3 separate regions of the Sus scrofa genome follow, and all the other regions are linked to region 1. A link is a contact called in public HiChIP or PLAC-seq data. All regions are on one chromosome and are shown on one strand. The core of a region is the stretch at or near the end of the contact, and the rest is flanking DNA. Distances in the headings are between cores, read along the strand shown. Region 1 holds the start of YTHDC1 (YTH domain-containing protein 1). Region 2 holds the start of STAP1 (signal-transducing adaptor protein 1). Region 3 holds the start of UBA6 (ubiquitin-like modifier-activating enzyme 6).

Region 1 (4,098 bases), core at 504-3,003:
GCAGTGCGGCCACCTAGGACTTTTTTTACATGAAAACCATTCTTTTGCCCACCACCCTTCCCCCTTCTACCTAGGCTAAGAGGCTTTTAGAGCTCAACTAGGCTTTATTTTCCCTTCTACAGAAAGCTTTCCTTTACTCTGTATTCCTCACTGGTCTGAGTAGCATGCACCTAAGGGTTCCAATAACTTCTCAGCTTACTCTACATAAGGCAGTGTCATGAAGTGGGCGGTGGCTGCCTCCAAATTGCCTGGATTAGAGCTATGCTCCTTACTACCACTTATCATTTGGGTACTTTAATTTCATATTACTTTACTTTCCTTATCAGTAATATAGAGCTAGGAATATACTAGCTAAAAAAAATGGCAGTTTTGGAAGATGAAGTCAGATCATATAGGTCATGTGCTCAGACCTGTCACAGAGTAAGAACACACATTTTTTAGCTATTATTTTTACACACTAATTGCCTGTTATCTTGTCTCTGCCCTATACATATCGAAAATTCCTTAAAGGCAAAAATATTGTTCTATTCACTCTTGATTCCCAAACATCCAATACATAGGAGGATTTTAGATTTACTGAATTGATTTCCTTTCTCCCTTCAAAACCCTCCAAATGACTCCAAATAACTGTTTATTCATCTCTGTTTATGTTTTCACGCTGCTTAATTCATCCAGTTGCCTTCAGTTTGGTTTCTATGTTAAAAGGGCAATCAAGGACCAAGACATTGTAGACTACTTGTCTTTCTCTAAACTTATCATTAGTGTGTGTGCATATATATATATATATATATAATAACAAAATTACTTTTTTTTCCTTCAAATTTTCTTTTCCTTGTAAAACTCGGTTATGGAGCAGTGAAGCAAAACTACATTTTTTATTCCTTTGGACAATGAACTTTAAGCAAGTTTCCTCTTAGATCTTTTTGTATTTTTGCCTTTTCTAGGGCTGCTCCTGTGGCATATGGAGGTTCCCAGGCTAGGGGTCTAATCGGAGCTGTAGCCATTGGCCTTTGCCAGAGCCACAGCAACGTGGGATCTGAGCCGCGTCTGCGACCTACACCACAGCTCACAGCAACGCTGGATCGTTAACCCACTGAGCAAGGGCAGGGATCGAACCCACAACCTCATGGTTCCTAGTTAGATTCGTTAACCACTGCGCCACGAGGGGAACTCCTTTCCTCTCAGATCTTTACATATCATCTAAAGTAATTTTTGGTCCCTTCCCTAGTTTTAATATCTGAATAGTATGTTTATATCAACTCTTTCCCAGGACCTTGATAAACGTTTAAATCAAATTTATTGTGTGAATTTACAAAGCTATATTAAAATACAATGTAATTCCTTTCCCCAATTAAAAACAAAACTGGTAGGGTTTTGTGACAAGTGAACTGGTTGCACCCTGCGCCGCGTCTGGAGCACCAAATAAGAAAGTACATCTGGTACCCGGAGCATAAAGTAGTGGCTGCAAAAGGACCCGCCCAGACTTGTCCTAAATAGGTCTCCGATTTCCAGAACTGAATCAGCTGTCAGCCAAAGCAATAGGAAGCATCTTTGGATAGACGTTTCGGGTGAGAAAACTAAGCCACTTGGGAGCAAGCAGCGCAGCTTGGGCGCCGAAAAACTAAGTAGGGAGACTTCACCGCTGGAAACAAAACTCTTTGCAGGGACTTCCGCCCTACAGGGGGCGGGGCGACGTGATGACGTTAGTCACGTTCCCTTCCCGCCCCTCTCCGCACTGTGACGTTCCCAGGGAGGAAAGAAGCGTAAACAGCGCAGGGCATTTCGGGAGCGGGATTGTTTCACGCAGGAAGCAGGCTCCATTTTAGCGCCGCCCGCCATCGCCGTCTGTTTCCCTTCCCTCCCCCTGACCCCTCCCGTCCCCAAGCCCCAACGGGAATCCTGGGCCTAGGATCCGAGACGCCGGAGTGAAAGGAGAGAAGGGGGAAAGGAAGAAAGGGAAGAAGCGGGGAGAAAAGGCGAGTCGGGAAGGGTAGAGTGGTGGAGACTAAGGTGCGAAGCGTGCAGCCCACCGGACGGACTGACGGACGCGCCTGTGCATCTGCTGCCGCGGCTGCGGCGCCCGCGCGAGTCGCGTCGAAGCGGCGGCGGTGGCGGCTGCGGCGGTGGCAGCAGCGGAAACAAGAGGGGAGCAATGGCGGCCGACAGCCGAGAGGAGAAAGGTTAGTGCAGAGCAAGGTGACGAGCGGAGGCGGGGCTCGGGAGTAGGTCGACGGAGCCGGGGTCGTCGTTGTGGGTTGGGGGTGGGGAGGTTAGCTTGCCCCGCGCGGGGCCGGTCTCCCCTTCGAGACGTTTGGACTCATTGGAAAAGACCAGGCCTGCCCTTTCCCCTTTCGTCCTCAATCTCCATATGACCTAACACTTCATCTAGCCATGGGTTTTTCTTTGATCCTAATTCTCTTCTTTACTTAACGTTTGTCTGTTCTGGGCGCGGCTGAGACTAGGCCTGTTCTGAGTTTCAGGCCCTTAGGTTTATTTCCTGGTAGTATTATGCGGATGTAATGCGTATTTTCAGAACAGCCTTTTTTGTTAGGCTAAATTTCGAAAACCCTTAGTGCTACAATTAAAGATGGTAGTTTAGTAAGCAAGCATCTTTAAGAAGTGGTATAGGTTAGGTTATTAATCTCGAGAAATGTCTACCAATAAATTAACTTCTGCCCGTTCTTGTTAACTAGGCAAAATGGCAAGAATGGCCTCTTTGGTTCCTCAAATGCTTATTTTGGAAAACATGTTTGGAAAGATGATTATGTGACTTAGGCCAAGCCAAGCCAAGCCAAGCCAAAAAAAAAAAATCCTAGCCACTGTTCTGATAGACACATGTTGTGCGTACCCCCAGAGGTACAATCAGAAACAAATGGATGTAATTCATAGAGAGTCGGAGGGATACAATTACTTTAAAATATGGGAAGAACTGATGTTGCCAGAATGGAATGTCATGTCTTTTGAAATACCGACTTCCCAGGCCCTAGAAATGTTAAAAGTAGATCCCCATCAATACATGGCTGAAAGGTGGTTTAGACTGGATCCTGCAAGGTTTTTAACAACCCTGTGGTGGTAGTTTTGGAAAGGTAATAGTTGATAAAAATATGGCCAGCTGCTGTCCTGTATTTCACAGATATACTCTTTTGTGTTGATAATTAATTTTAGGTGGTGATTTGTTGAAAGGGCTAGAGTAACATTAAATTGGACTTAAGAAGAGTCTCCAGTGAACTGCTCCAGGATTGGAACAAGCTCGGGAAATGGAGTGGACAGGAATGTATTTAAGATACTGCTCCTGTCTGAAGGCAGCACAATGATTAGGTTATAATAGTTTAATTTTCTTTCCTTAAACGAATCCTAGAGATACTCCCTCCCCCTTTGATAAATCCAGAAGGAATATGAAAATAGGATTGCATGGTGTTAGTGGAAAAAAAAGAAAGTGCTTTTAATTAGTGAAGTAGTGTTAAATAGATGACTTAATGTGAATTCAGTCAACACTGTATTGTGTTAGAGTGTAACAGATTGTGAGTTGTGTGTTTGGGAGTGGGTGATGGTGTTTGTGGGTGAGATGAACTAGATAGAAAATGAATAAAGCTCAGTGTTTCTCAAGAATTAATTATCTGTTAACCATGAACATAGTTGTGAGTCAGTTGTAGGGTAGACATGGTAATGTACAAGGAAGAAGAAAAGTAGGTGATGTTTTTAAAAATTTGTTTTAGGAGTTCCCTGGTGGCTCAATGGGTTAGAGATCCGTTGTGGTTACTGCTGTGGAGGATTTGATTCCTAGCCCTGGAGCTGCCACATGCCATGGGCGTGGCCAAAAAAAATGAAATAAATAAAAAATAAAAATTTTGTTCTAGAAATGGATTTAGTGATGAAAATGTAGTCTATGTATGTAAACGTTGTAACTACTTTTGGTAAATAGTAATGCCATTATTAGCAATCCTTAGGATAAATTGTTCAATCTTTGAAAGACCTCACATTTATGTAGTTTTTAAAAAACTTAATTTCCATAATTCAGCCTTTTTATTTCAAAAGTTATGATATAATTGCTTATCTTAATAGTTTAAGATTGTCTCCAGTTTACTGGAAAAGCCAGCA
Region 2 (4,098 bases), core at 874-3,373, 770 kb before region 1:
AATAAAAAGTGGGACTATATCAGGCAAAAAAGCTTTGGCACAGCGAAGGAAATTATCAACAAATGAAAAGGCCACTTATTGTATGGAAGAAGAGATTTGCAAGCAATATATTCAGTAAGGGGTAAATATCCAAAATATACAAAGAACTCACACAACTCAACATCAAAAAAAAAAAAAGATTAAAAAAAATAGTGAAAGATCTGAATAGACATTTTTCCAGAGAAAACATATAGATGGCTAGTAGGCACATGAAAAGATGCTCAGCATCACTAATCATCAGGGAAATGAAAATTGAAATAATATGGAGAAATCACACATGTCAAAATGGCTACTATCAAGAAGATAATAATAAAAAATTGGCAAAGATGTGAAGAAAAGGGAGCCCTTGTGCACCATTGGTGAGAATGTATCTTGGTGCAGCCACTGTGGAAAACAGTATGGAGACCCCTCAAAAAATTAAAAATAGAACTACCATATGAGCAATTCCACTCCTGGGTGTTTAATCCAAGAAAAAGAAAAATACTGATTCAGAAAGATTCCTGCCCCCCCAATATTCATAATAGTTTTATTTACAGTAGCCAAGATATGGAAGCTACCTAAGTTACCATCAATAAATGAATGAAGATGTGTGTGTGTGCAATGGAATACTGCTGGACCACAAAAAAGAATGAAATCTTGCCATTTCTAACAGCATGGATGGACTTAGAGGGTATTAGGCTTTGTGAAATAGTGAAACAAAGAAAGACAAATGCTGTATGATTTCACTTATATGTGGAATCTAAAAAACAAAACAAAAAAACAAACTTAACAGAAACAGTTATAGAGAGAACAAACAGGAAGTTCCCAGATGGGAGGGGTGTGGCAGGAGGGGAGAAATTGGTGAGGAAGATTAAGAGATACAAATTTTCATTTGCAAAATAAATGAATCACAGGTATGAAATGTACAGTGTAATGAATATAGTCAATAAATACATAATAAAATACATTACCTATTGAATAAATTTATTAATCAATAATTTCAAGGAGTTCCCATCATGGCACAGCAGAAACAAATCTGACTAGGCAGTATGAGGTTGCAGGTTCAATCCCTGGCCTCACTCAATGGGTTAAGGATCCGGCGTTGCCGTGAGCTGTAGTATAGGTCGCAGATGGGGCTTGGATGTGACGTTGCTGTGGTTCTGGTGTATGCCAGCAGCTGTAGCTCTGATTAGATCCCTAGCCTGGAAACCTCCATATGCCACAGGTGCACCCCTAAAAAGACAAAAGGACAAAAAAAAAGAGCTTCAAGAGCTGAGCAAATAGATTTTTTTAACTTGTAATGCTTTAACAAATGTCATCGCCTACTCAGTTTTTTTTTTTTTTTTTTTTTTTAGGGAAGAGGGATTAAAAGTTAACTTTGAAATCAGGCAACCCTGGCTTCCACTCTACTCCACTAATATAAAGGGCAGGTTAATTAAACTATAACTTTCTCGATTCTCTTGTTTTTAAAAGGGGAATAACATTAAAGTTGTTGAGATATGGATTAATTCCTTTTAAGACCTAGTAGAAATGCCTAGAACATAGCAAGAATTCAATAAATAATGCTATGAGTGTTATTATGGAGATTTTTAGACTTGACCTAGTAGAAGTTTTGTAAACTGTGCTACATTATATAATTTGGTCTCAGATTTGGAATAGATAACACACACTACCATTTATTGAGCACATAGTGTACAGCAAGTTCTACCCTAAATACTCTCCATGCAGTAACCTATTTAATTTTTAGAACATTCCTATGAGAAAACATTTTATAGACAACAGAACTGGGACAGACTGTAAGTAACTTGCCCAAGATCACACCCCCATTAAATGACAGAGCTGGGGGTGAACCCCTGGATTCTGACTCCAGAACTGAGCACTAAATCACTGTACTCTTTTTACCTTTCCATGAGAACTTTTAGCAAGTGCAATCACAGAAGTAAAGTTCCATATGTACAATCATCTTCCCTCCATTACTGGAAATAGTAATTCTCAGAGGCATTTTGAGGAACCTGAAATGTGATGACATATACTGGTATGCAATGCAGGGGGTGTTGGCAATGAACTGGTTTGTTCTAGGGAGAAAATGGAGCAGCACCCTTATGAAAACAAAAAGTTACGGAGAGTCCGCATCACCCCAAATTTTCAGTGCTCTCTGCATCTGTCGTAATACTTCATAGCTCCACCACATTTTTGGCATCCTAAAATAAGGTTGCTAGTTGATGGAGTAATGTTTATAAAACCCAGACTTTGTCCTTACAGATCCCTTTACATCCAAAATACATCAAGATCAATCTTAATGAACTGCTATGACAGTTGACTTGCACCTAGGTAAGTGGTATGTGTGTGTTTATGTATTTATGAATTATGTGTATTAGTGTGTATATGGAGGAAAAGGTATACAGAAATTTAACTTGAAAAAGAAGTAGAAACTTTTAGTTATTTATGATTTTATGTTGTAGATAATTTCAAATTTGTGATTAGTAAAATTCTATTAAAGAACATTTTATTTTATTTTATTTTTTAAATTAATTTAATTTTATTTTTTAAATTAATTTTATTTATTTATTTATTTTGTGTGTGTGTGTGTGTGTGTGTGTGTGTGCTTTTGCCATTTCTTGGGCCACTCCCGCAGCACATGGAGGTTTCCAGGCTAGGGGTCGAATCATAGCTGCAGCTGCCGGCCTATGCCAGAGCCACAGCAACAAGGGATCCGCCGGATCCTTAACCCACTGACAGGAACTCCTCTATTAAAGAACATTTTAGACCTTACCATGACATTTCAAAAATCAGTCTGGGGGTTCCTGTCATGGCACAGTGGTTAACGAATCCGACTAGGAACCATGAGGTTTTGGGTTTGATCCCTGGCCTAGGTCAGTGGGTTAAGGATCCTCCATTGCCGTGAACTGCGGTGTAGGCCGCAGACAAGGCTCACATCCAGAGCTGCTGTGGCTCTGGCGTAGGCCAGTGGCTACAGCTCTGATTAGGCCCCTAGCCTGGAAACCTCCATATGCCTCGAATGCGGCCCCAGAAAAGACAAAAAGACAAAAAAATAAAAAATAAATAAAAAATCAATCTGTAGAGTTTCCTTGTGACTCAGCAGGTTAAGAATCCAGCATTATCACTGCAGTGGTTTGGGTCACTTAGTGGCATGGGTTCCACCCCTGGCCCAGGAACATTTACATGCCCTGAGCGCAGCCAAAAATAAATAAATAAATAAATAAATAAATTTGTTCTAGAGATTATAACATAGCTGCAGTCACAACTTAAAGTTTGCTTTATTTCTAATTGACTTAATCTGGCAATATGTCCATCAACTGGTGAATGAATAAATAAGTCATAGTGGGCCCACACTATGGAATACTCCTCAGCAACAAAAACAAATTACTGACACACAACAACACAGATGAACCTCAAAAGTTTCATCTGAAAGAAGCCAGACATCAAAGGCTATCTGCTGTAGCAGTGCACGTATGTGACTACATAAAACTGTAAGAACAGAAAGAGATATTGTTTACCAGGGCATGAGGCCAGATGAGGAAGAAGATATTGACTCCAAAGAGCCAGGAGGGAACTTTTTGCAGTGATGGAAATAATTTATGCCTTGATGATGATGGTGGTTATATGACTCCATGTATTTGTCAAAACTCTTAGAACTGTGCCCCTAAAAAAAGGGTGACCTTTGCTGTAAATTATACCTCAATAAACTTGACTTGAGAAATTAAGAGCAAGAGAGGGAAACACATAAACCAAATGCAATGTGTGAATTTTGACCAGAGTCTGGTTCAGATCAAAGAAGCTATATGGGTTGGGTAATTTGCTCTAGGAAACCAGCACCATGGTGTCCAGCTGCAAGATTGGCTATCCACCCTCAAAAGCAACCTGGCCAGTTTAGGAGCCAAATGCCCTGGATTGCTGGACTCTGGGGCCAGTTATCTGCACCTGGAGGTAATGGACAGGATTTTGTTCCCAGCATCACCTTTGGTCACACTGTGGTGCAAAGCTCTGATACAAAGCTCTGAAGGCATCTTGGCCAGGACCATTTCTCTGACATGCACATGATGGTATCCAGGCCAGAAC
Region 3 (4,098 bases), core at 799-3,298, 620 kb before region 1:
AGACCCCAACAGGAACTGAGAAAGCACTGAAGGGGCAGTAAGTGGACTTTCTCCTCAGAAAAGCCGGGAGTCGCCGAGACCCGAGCCCGCGCCGCCACACCCACCCCGTGCGCTCCCTCCGCCTCCCAGGGCCGGCTCAGTCCGGCCCCGCGGCCTCTCGCGTGCTTCCCGCCCGCCTGCCGGGGAGAAAAAGAAAGCCGGCCCCCGGGTCCTGCCCGCCAAGCCTCGCTTCTTCCCGCCCACAATGTCCGCTCACCTGCCGGGCCCCCAGGAGGAGCAGGATGCCTCTTCTCCCTGATGTGTGGCCACCGGCTGAGACCCCTCCATAGTCTCCTGAGACTCTGCAGCCGCTGACCACCGTAGGCAGGGAAGGGGGCGGGGCCGCGAGGTCAAGGGGCGGGCGGTGACGTCACCGGAGGGGGCGGGCGGGGAGAGATCAGCCTGGCGGCGTCTTCCCGTCAAGCCCAGGGGCGTCCTGGCTTCCGGTTTGGGTGTGGTCGAGGGGCGGGCTTTGCTGCAGGTGGTTGCAGTGGCCGCGCTGTTAGGACTGGGGTCTGGCGGATATAAACGTAGCCGAAACGCTGAAGGTACGTGGCACCTGCCAGGCACAGAAGATTCTAGTGGCCGGCAAAATGATGGAATTGCAAAATCCTTAATAGTTTTAAAGCAATAAGAAAAATCCTTCATTTTATAAATTAAAAAAAACCCGAAAGCTAGTAAAAAGTAGCTTTGGATTTCCAGTCTAAGATTCCATTTTAAGAAGTTATACGTTTAAGAAATAATTTTGGACGACTGCTACGTGTCAAGCACTGTCATATATTGGATAGAATCATGTGATTTTTAGAGCTATGAATGCATTATGTCATCCAGTTTTTTATGGGTGAGGAAAAGGAATTTATGGTCAGTGTAAGTGACTTGCCAGGTTAAATACCAGAATGAATGTCTAAGGACTTCTGAATCTCTTTCCCTTGACTCTTCTTTCACCTTTCTTAGAAAACAACAAGAATTAGTGTAATTCAGTAACGTTAGAATTTATCTTTCATTCTAAATGTATATTTGGAGAAATGTTTGTAGGATTCAAAAAATTGAATCTTTCCACATTTTATCATCTGTAATGTATGATATTTTTATTTAGAATTTTTCCCATTTTGGTGTGGAGAGAGGATCCAAGCGAAAGTGGATTCATTATACTTTGAGCCTCTCCATTTTCTTTTCAGAGTTGCATATCTCCAAATACCTGGAAACTTCATCCTGCTCACCTATGGCGTGATTCAGATTTCTCAGTCAAGTTGTATACCTTTTCTACATAATCGTGAAAATGAACTTGGTCTATGTCTCATTCTTTCAAGGTTCTGTCCTAGCACTGAAGTTATCCCCGGTCCTCTCTCTTTTTAAGAAAATTAATAGAGATAAATATCTTTGACAGGTTCACCCCACAAATAATGCCAATTTCTCTATTTCTCTCCGTCTAACTTTTTTTTTTTTTTTAATTTTATGGCTGCATCCGTGGCATATAGACTTTTCCCAGACAGGCATTGAATCCAAACCCCAGCTGCAACCTGTGCCACAGCTGTAGCAATGTCAGATCCTTTAACCCACGGCACCAGGCCAGGATTGAACACACATCCAAAGTGACCGAGCCATGGCAGTCGGATTCTTTTTTTTTTTTTTTTTTGGTCTTTTTGCCTTTTGTAGGACCTCTCCTGCGACATGGAGGTTCCCAGGCTAGGGGTCTAATCAGAGCTGTAGCCCCTGGCCTACGCCAGAGCCACAGCAACACGGGATCTGAGCTGCGTCTGTGACCTACACCACAGCTCAAGGCAATGCTGGATCCTTAACCCACTGAGCAAGGCCAGGGATCGAACCTGCAATCTCATGGTTTCTAGTCAGATTCGTTCGTTAACCACTGCGCCATGACGGGAACGCCTCAGTTTTATTTTGAAAAGGTAATTGGTGATGGTGGCAGGTATTGCTGGCTTCTGACCCCCAAAACATTCCGCTTATGATATCTCAAAAGAGAAAAAAGGAAGTGAGTTCTCTTGTGGCTCAGGTCACTGTTGTGGCACGGGTTCAATCCCTGGCCTTGGAACTTTCATATGCTGCGGGTGCAGCCACAAAAAGGAAAACAAGAAATTTTTTTTTTAGTTATCGGAGGGCTAAATAAATGTTCAGGGAAATTGAGCACTGCTCTCTAGAGGAGGATAAAAATACCCTTAAGATATTTAGGGTTATCCCTTTCTCCTTTGCCAGTGATTAGCTTAGGGTGGTCATGTGCTCCAATTCTAGCCAATTTAAGAGGAAGTGCTGAGGGTTCTGGGAGAGAGAGATGCATGGGGTTAGAAGCAACCCTTTCTTTCTGCCTTTGAGACTTCTGGTTGGTGACAACTAACCTCTAATCTCTGAGGTAAATCCTTGTGGAACCAGAGAAAATGCCTCAAAGTTCTGCCTTAACCAACTCTGCATGCCTACTTCCAGCCTCCCTGTAACATGAAAACATGCCACTTTTAGTCTGACATTTCTATTACTTACAGCAGAAAGCATCCTAACAGCAGCAGTGATGCATAAAATAAAAGTCATACAAACAGATACACGTATATTTATTGTACTTTTCTCTCACTATAAAAGCAATATAGGGTCACCTTAGAAATTTGGAATACATGTATTCACAAGAAAGAAAAATTTTTTAAAATTACTCAAGAGATAATAGTATGCACATTTTTTTGCATATATTCTATTGTTCCTATGCATGCACTTTATATAGTATATAATTTAAAAATTAGACTAATTGTTTTACACCTAATTTTTAAACTTAACTGTAAGAATTAAATTGAAGATTTAAATCAATCTTTATTAGATATTAAACTGAATCTTATTTAGTTTCCTATGGACACAATTTATAGTAATTAGATAAGCTCAAGGAATTGGTTCACTGATTGAAACCAAGCTAAAGGTAAGATAGATGAGATTTTAAATATACTTTAACTGTCCATGAATATTATCTTTGTGACTACGGAATCATTTCTGAGACAGGGCACTTTAAAAAAAATGGCTGACTCTTACAGCTGCACCTGCAACATATGGAAGTTCCTAGGTTAGGGGTCAAATTGGAGCTGCAGCGGCCAGCCTACGCCACAGCCACAGCAATGCTGGAGCCGAACCACACCTGCAACCTACATTGTAGCTTGTGGCAAGGCCGGGGATGGAACCTACATACTCAAGGATACCAGTCAGGTTCTTAACCCACTGAGCCACAACAGGAAATCTCAAAATTTGATTTAAATTCAAACCCATCATCACCTCTTGACAATTTAAAGACAGTGACTGATCTCTCAATCTTAAATGCACTTGCTTTAAACTGAAAGACCCTCTAACATAGGAACAATGTTCCCATAAAACATTGGGATATGTTCTCTGTTCTCGATATGCAGAGAACTCAATAAGGGCTAAACTAACCATTGTTTTAGATGATGCATTTAAAGAACCAGATATACAGACAAAAGTCTGAGAAAATAAACATACCATTTTTTATTTCTTTTCAGACCCTAAAAAAAAAAAGTCTAACTCATTTCCACTGATTTATGTTCCCAGATGTGATGTGATACCTCTTTCATAGGCTGAAATTGAATTCATGCAATATTTGTTTAATTCATTGTCATTTGTTCACGTCATTTTATTACTAAATTGAATTGCAAAAGGAAATCCATTTTTTAACCAGTTTTATATGCTAAATAGAGGAGACAGCCAAGACAAAATCTTAATTATCTGACATACTGGATTAACTCTGCAGAACATATCCCTTTCTACAAGAAATCCTCATCTTTTATTATGATAGAGTAAATAACTGTAATACCAAATAGTGACTGCTCTTTGTTGAGTGGTGTACCTTTAACTTAAAGGCCACATTTACCTTTTGCATTATTAATTTTAGTTTAAATCTTTATCTACATTATAATTTATGGACTACAATGTCTTTATAATATATTTATTTCTGCAAAGTTTTTTTATTACATGTTGAGCTTTAAGAGAGTTTTTAAGGTAATTAAGGTGAAACAATCCAGTTTCAATATTGACATTATTCTATATATATAAAAAGAATGA

The links. HiChIP or PLAC-seq counts read pairs in DNA pulled down with a chosen protein or histone mark.
Region 2: an H3K27ac HiChIP or PLAC-seq map of alveolar macrophages shows a contact between it and region 1. The contact joins the promoter of STAP1 here to the promoter of YTHDC1 in region 1. A contact is called at or near these places in 1 of 47 Hi-C or Micro-C datasets (heart right ventricle) and 1 of 2 datasets of contacts at active chromatin or transcription factors (alveolar macrophages).
Region 3: a contact with region 1 is called in an H3K27ac HiChIP or PLAC-seq map of alveolar macrophages. The contact joins the promoter of UBA6 here to the promoter of YTHDC1 in region 1. A contact is called at or near these places in 1 of 47 Hi-C or Micro-C datasets (heart right ventricle) and 2 of 2 datasets of contacts at active chromatin or transcription factors (alveolar macrophages and skeletal muscle).

What each region holds. Positions count from the first base shown.
Region 1 is chr8:66,084,775-66,088,872 of Sscrofa11.1, forward strand. YTHDC1 (YTH domain-containing protein 1) reads left to right here and starts at 1,754. Exons shown (of 17, transcript XM_021101400.1): 1 at 1,754-2,180. The coding sequence starts at 2,153.
Region 2 is chr8:65,316,738-65,320,835 of Sscrofa11.1, forward strand. STAP1 (signal-transducing adaptor protein 1) reads left to right here and starts at 2,124. Exons shown (of 10, transcript XM_021101389.1): 1 at 2,124-2,349. It also overlaps the pseudogene LOC100737945.
Region 3 is chr8:65,468,781-65,472,878 of Sscrofa11.1, forward strand. UBA6 (ubiquitin-like modifier-activating enzyme 6) reads right to left here and starts at 2,049. Exons shown (of 33, transcript XM_003129053.6): 1 at 257-2,049. The coding sequence starts at 687. It also overlaps a transcript of GNRHR not described here.